Linked DNA regions of Mus musculus: region 1 is linked to region 2. A link is a contact called in public HiChIP or PLAC-seq data. All regions are on one chromosome and are shown on one strand. Each heading gives the region's core, a stretch centred on a gene start, on an enhancer-like site or on the middle of the called end of the contact. The rest is flanking DNA. Distances are from core to core; before and after follow the strand shown. Region 1 overlaps Exoc1 (exocyst complex component 1). Region 2 holds the start of Tmem165 (transmembrane protein 165).

Evidence for each region. HiChIP or PLAC-seq counts read pairs in DNA pulled down with a chosen protein or histone mark.
Region 1: an H3K27ac HiChIP or PLAC-seq map of stem cell-derived neural progenitor cells shows a contact between it and region 2, with 4 times the contacts expected there. The contact joins the enhancer-like site here to the promoter of Tmem165 in region 2. A contact is called at or near these places in 17 of 39 promoter capture datasets (the 3T3-L1 cell line, 3T3-L1-derived adipocytes, the C10 cell line and 10 more), 7 of 484 Hi-C or Micro-C datasets (CD4 T cells, Th1 cells, embryonic fibroblasts and 4 more), 6 of 115 datasets of contacts at active chromatin or transcription factors (embryonic forebrain, embryonic stem cells, neural tube and 2 more) and 3 of 9 other capture datasets (adipose tissue, embryonic stem cells and liver).

The regions. Positions count from the first base shown.
Region 1 is chr5:76,539,081-76,541,785 of GRCm38.p6, reverse strand. All of the region lies in intron 4 of Exoc1 (exocyst complex component 1), which reads right to left. Among named protein-coding and RNA genes, the nearest start is that of Exoc1, 11 kb to the right of the region's middle. Within about 2 kb of position 1,420, at least 84 of the 459 cell types and tissues checked have an H3K27ac peak or open chromatin away from gene starts, as enhancers often do. A contact at or near this core is called in adipose tissue, embryonic fibroblasts, muscle stem cells and 2 more, where this site is marked.
Region 2 is chr5:76,182,216-76,185,211 of GRCm38.p6, reverse strand. It overlaps Tmem165 (transmembrane protein 165), which reads right to left and starts at 1,332. Exons shown (of 6, transcript NM_011626.2): 1 at 860-1,332. The coding sequence starts at 1,066.

The DNA.
Region 1 (2,705 bases), core at 171-2,670, 360 kb before region 2:
CTTTAGTCACAATCTCTCAAAACATAATTCTACTAAAATAGAAAACATGAAGAAATGAACCCAATTTCTCCCTGGTGGCTGCTGCTCTAACAAAACACTGCTGAACTGTGAACATGGGAAACAATTCTCTCCTCGTAGCATTTCCCCTTGTTATTTTTGCTATTTTCATTGTTTTTTGTTTTTTTTAACAAATCTGTCTATCTTTCTTTCACACAACGCTCACGTGCACATGCGTGCGCGCGCACACACACACACACACATACACGCGCACGCCCCTTTCAAATAACTTTGAAGTGAGAAGTGTATTATCAACAAGAAAGTATAAATACTGAAAGTATAAGTGCATTTTCTATACTTTGTTGTTTTCACATGCATAGATAAAACAGCTAAAGATAAACTACAGGAACTAAGTCACAGTCTGGATACTCTTAGTATTTGGTATTTTACTTGAAAATGAGTATTTTCATTTAGCAGGATTAAAATACATTTGTTTGTCTCAGAACAAAACCCTGATAATTCTAAGTGAGCAATGTTTACTCTGAAGAAGATAATAAATTAGGCAGATTTTGCTAGTTCCCAAGGGGGTTAAGGAGATTAAAATTTCTGACATAAGCAATTTACAGATTACTCTCTAGAAATATTTCTAGAGAAGCATTGCTCTATCTTCTTTGTCTTTTCAATGAGACCATTTTGTTGCTTGTGGAGATGCTCAACTATCAGATGTGACTCCATATTAACCACTAGAGGGCAGGTACTGCCTAAATAACCCACCACAGTGTTACACTAAACACTGAAAAGAAACAAGTGTTTTGTCATCAAAAAACTATGTTAGTAGTATTTTCTTTTCCTGAAATAGTCTTTTGGAAGCTAATAATGAATATTACTATTGGTTTGATTACTATATGGATTTTGAATACATGTATCCCTGTACACAACTCCATGAAATACACACCCCATGGATAACAGAGCAAGTGATACATACAGGTGGACTAGAATAGGAAGAAAAGGTGTTACGCACCTTCTGTAACTTTAGGCAGTTCTGGAGGAAAAGGTATGAAGAAGGCAGAGGAAAGGAAGCAAAGAACATTAGCTGGGTAGGAAAGTACACAGATTTAAAACTTTTAACTACTACCCATATCTCGTTTTGAACTTCACGCTAAACTTGGAGTCTCAAGGCAACATCCAGACACAGTGGGACGATCCCTAAGAAGCTAAACTTGCATGCTTGTTTTCTTATTGTCTCGTCGAAGTGCACGTCCCTATTTTCTTTTCTTTTTCAGAAGCAGACGAGACCTTGAGGAAGGACGCTGGGAAGCGAGCCCTTTCCTGGGATTATTTTCAAGTCAGCTCTGACTCATGCATTCAGTGTAGTTATTTTCACTCAAGGTCCAAAGCTTTGCCAGGACACTCCCTCACAAAGGATTAGTCACAAAACACTGTTTCAAAGACTAAGACTGAGGCAAGAAACGAACACAGGAGACTGCGTACAAGCAGGCATTCAAGGATTCAAGTGGAAGGTTGTTTAAATATCTGGCTGCAAGTCAAAGGATAAAAAAGAAAAGGCTTAAACAAAAAGAACTTCCCTCTCCATCTCTAAAACTCCAGCATCCCATTGTCATTTATAAAAACTACCAATGCTGCTGCTGCTGCTGCTAGAACATTTACAATAGCATTGCTGACCTACTTGGCTCATTATTTAGCGCTTCAAAAGAGGTTGTAATGCGGGTTTTCCCTCAACATTACCCAAAGCCTAGAGACATTTACTTCTTAAAAACTGGCATTAATGGCTGTGATTTAGGGCCCATTAGGACTAGTTTTAGACATTTATAAAGCTTTCCCAGAACACTAAGCCAAAACAACAGTTACTGGTCAACAGAAAATGGTTTCTGAAATGACATCCCGAAGGACTTTAGCATCCTTAAAACCAATCTCAGCTGGAGCTCATCTTTATAAATATCAACATTTGGCTGTGTGTCCTGAAAAGTTAAGTACCTTTAAAAAAAAAGTTCAATTTTATCCTTAAAATCAGCAATAGTCTTTGTATTCTTTTGGTAATGTTTTTTAGTGATAGAGTATACATTTTTCAATATAGTTGTCCTAATGAAATACATCAGCTTAAAATATAACTATGTATACATAACATCTGGAAACATAATATTTGGAAACAGAATAGCAAGTTTTTCAATGAATGATTAGCTAATCAGAATATTCTTGCTTCAATTGGTCAAAGTCATTCAAAGCAAATGAATCTGTCAATGACCACACACTACTAAGGGGTCACGTCCTCAGCACACCCACAGTCTAGGCACTGGGGACAGGGCAGCCCCGTGATGCTCATAACTCAGGCCAGTGTCTGGGTGGGGCAGGGTCTGGGGGCTTCTCAGGCCTGACAGATATATCTGCCAGCTTTCTGTCAGTTCTAAGCACCAAGTAGAACTGCTGAGAAGAATAATCTATTTGAAAGGAGAAATGTCCACAACCAAATAAAAAGAGGACCAATAAAGAGGCAAGTAGCTAGATAAATGGTTTGCTTCAAACTATATCTTACATTATTGAATACGGGGCCAGAGACTAACTCAGTGGGTATAGGCGCTTGCCTGGTGACCTGAATTCAATCCCTGGAAGCCATATAAAGATGGAAGGAGAACCAACTTCACAGCATTTCCCTCTGACCTCCACACAAGGGCCATGGGATGCACCCGCCC
Region 2 (2,996 bases), core at 83-2,582:
TTCTCTTGGAGGGCAGATAAAGACAGAAGTAGGAAAGGGAATGCCAAAATGGACCCTACTAAGAGACTAAAAAAACTCCAGAATGTAGGAGTCAAAATTGGAAATAGAGAGTCCAACTCAGAGGAAAGTAACATAGAAAGGAGAAATTCTACGAACATAGATTAAAAGGTTAATTTCTATCTATCTGGTAATGGTTAAAGAAACTTATGAGGCTCTAGTTTACCTATAAATGGAGTTTTGGAATCCCTCACTATAGAGCGCTCTACCTTTGGGCACAAGTCTCTGCATTCAAGGGCAACTTCCTTCATGCCAAAACACGTTTTTTTGTTTTTTTTTTTTTTTTAAGGGAGGGTGGCAACGCATAATCTCTAGACACTGTATCTGGCAAGAACCACAGGGTGTGCCGAGCTGAATTCGGGTGAGCATCTCTGGTTGGGTTGCTTCAACAATGGCTGATACTTCCAACAATGTGATGCTACTTCGAGAGAGACAAGTCTCCCAGCGGCTCTGTACTAAAAACTTTCTACTTGGGATGATGATTTCCAGTCTTTTCAGTATGGCCCATGTGATCAGCAGAAGGCAGAATCCAGAGCAAGCCTGTCGGTACCAGGGATCTAGAGGACCTCTGGGGAGCCCCGGTTGGGGCCCTCACTTTCCCTTCCCCCAAGCAGCCAGGCCAGGCCAGGCCGCGCCTAAGAAAGCCGTCTTGTCACCCTCCTCCCAGCGAGCGGAGCAGGGGCCGGCTCCCCTCCCCCAGCCTCTTCGGAAAGAGGGCGGCGCCGCCAGCGCGGGAGCCTGGTACCCGACTGCGGGCTCCGCGGCCTCAGCCCGCCCCATCCCCACCAGCCCGGGCTCTCACCTCGGCCCGGGCCGGCTCGAGGCCCTGCACCGCCGCGGGCTGCGGCTGCAGCTGCTGGGCGGGCGCCGGCGGCTCCTGGTTCCGATGGCTCAGGTCTTCCTCCGGGCCGGCGCGGACCCCGGCCGGGGCCCAGAGCAACTGAAGCAGCAAGAGCACGAGCAGCCTTCGCGTCGGCGCCCGGCCGCTCCCCCGGGCCGCGGCCGCCATCCCGCCCGCCCAGCCGGCACCGCGCTGCGGCAGGAAGAAGTGCAGGCGAAGGGAAGCGTCGAGCCCGGCGTGCCGGCAGGCGCCTCCGTCAGGCCTGGCTGCCGCTCAGGGGGCAGCCCTGCAGCACGCGGGACGCGGGGACCGGACCGGGACGGACCGGCGGCGGGAGCTCCGGAGCAGCTGGGCAGCAGAAGCCACACACTCCTCCAACTGCCTCCGCGGCCCAACTCCTCCGGCCCGCCCCCTGGCCAACACGACCTCCCATTGGCCCGACGTCAGCCCGGCGTCGTGACGTTTCCGGCAGGTTGAGGTGCGGCTCGCTCACTGGTCCTATTGGACCCGGCGCGCCGGGCCAGGTAGCTGGAGCTGCTTGATGGACTCTCCCTGCGTCCTCTCGGGTCCCACCAGAGACCCCCTTATTGGCCCTGGAGAGGTCAGGCTGCCAGGCTCCTACCAGTACTTCCTCAAGAGCCTTAGGTCTTTAAGGCCTAAGCCGCCGCCACCTCCACTTCTATTAAATGTCAAGTGAGTCCCAGCCCCGCTACCTACGTGGCAGGAACTGCCACACCTTTAAGTTACGATCCACCCACCCTCACCACGTCCCTGGACCGCCTACACAGAATGTTCTTTGGGGGTCCATATGCTGGGGTTTTTTGAAGGTTCTGAAGTAAGATTCGGAAGTAAAAGATGAGAACGTCCAAGCTTGATTTTAAAACATTGTTGAATAGCCGCAGACCAAAAGTCATCACTGCCCTGGCTCAGGATGCCTTATCCTGAAATAGGATATCCTGAAAAGGTTTGGAGTTGAGTGGTTAGGGTTTCTGTGGGATGGAGGCCTTGAGTAGGCAAAAGTAGAAGACAGGAAAGAATGGTTAGTTAGGCGTTAGACTAGGGCTGGATTTTTTTTTTTTTTTCTAAAGAAAAGCTGAGATACCGTACGCGCGCGCGCACACACACACACACACACACACACACACACCACAAATTGCTAACCATGTGCCAGGCACTAATCTAAATCCTACTCCTGTTTCACAAGCCATTCTTGCAACCTCTCCTTAGCCTACTCAGCATTGCTCCTTACAGAACCCTTCAAGCTATAGCTTATTTATGCTCCCAGTATTGTGAGATAACCAAGATGCTTCCTACACATAGTTTGGGGTGCAGTTGTTGTACCTCCAAGTTCATTCCTGGAGTGTAAATGTCCTGAGCCCTCAGAATACAACATGACAGGGATCAGAAGTCTAGACTCCTTCAGCCACCTCCTTTTTCTGCAAAGATTTGCCTTGCTCAAAAGGGCCTGCAGAGGAGATAGGAGTGTCAAGTGGAGAGAATAAAAGAAGCAGCCCAGTAGATGGAGGCAGAAGAGTTAGGTGTCACGGATCCTTGAGTTCTGCTAGGGACCAGGTTTATTATTTTTTTTCCTGGCGTTCTCTAGTCTATGATCATCTCAGAGAAAGGCCTCCTGGCTAAATTCTAGTTACCCCACATAAAGCAAAGAAAAAGCAAATGGCTCAAGGGCTACAGCTGCAGGAGACTGAGATGCTGATTGCAATGTTCCAGTGGCTCTGGAGCAAGACAGGAAATCTGTTCAACAGAAGATGTTAGGCAATGGGGCTCTAAAGCTCTGTCCCCAGAAGGGAGCTGGCATGGCAGTGTTACAGGAGCAGAGTCTGAAGAGAGTGTGGTTTTCGCAGCGCCTCCATGTTGCCCACCTCCCTGGCCTCACTGGGGCTCTGCCAAGTGAACTCCAGGCATCAGATTCCAAAGTGAGTAACTCTTTGTGTTCCACACAGGGCTCCATCTCCTGAGGCTGTGCTTGGCTCCAAATCAAAGCTAGAGCTAGCTTTAACTTAGACCTCGAGGACTCGGAACCTTTATCCTTCTAGTCTTGAATAGTGACAAGCTCTCTTTGAAAAAGAAAAAAATCAAA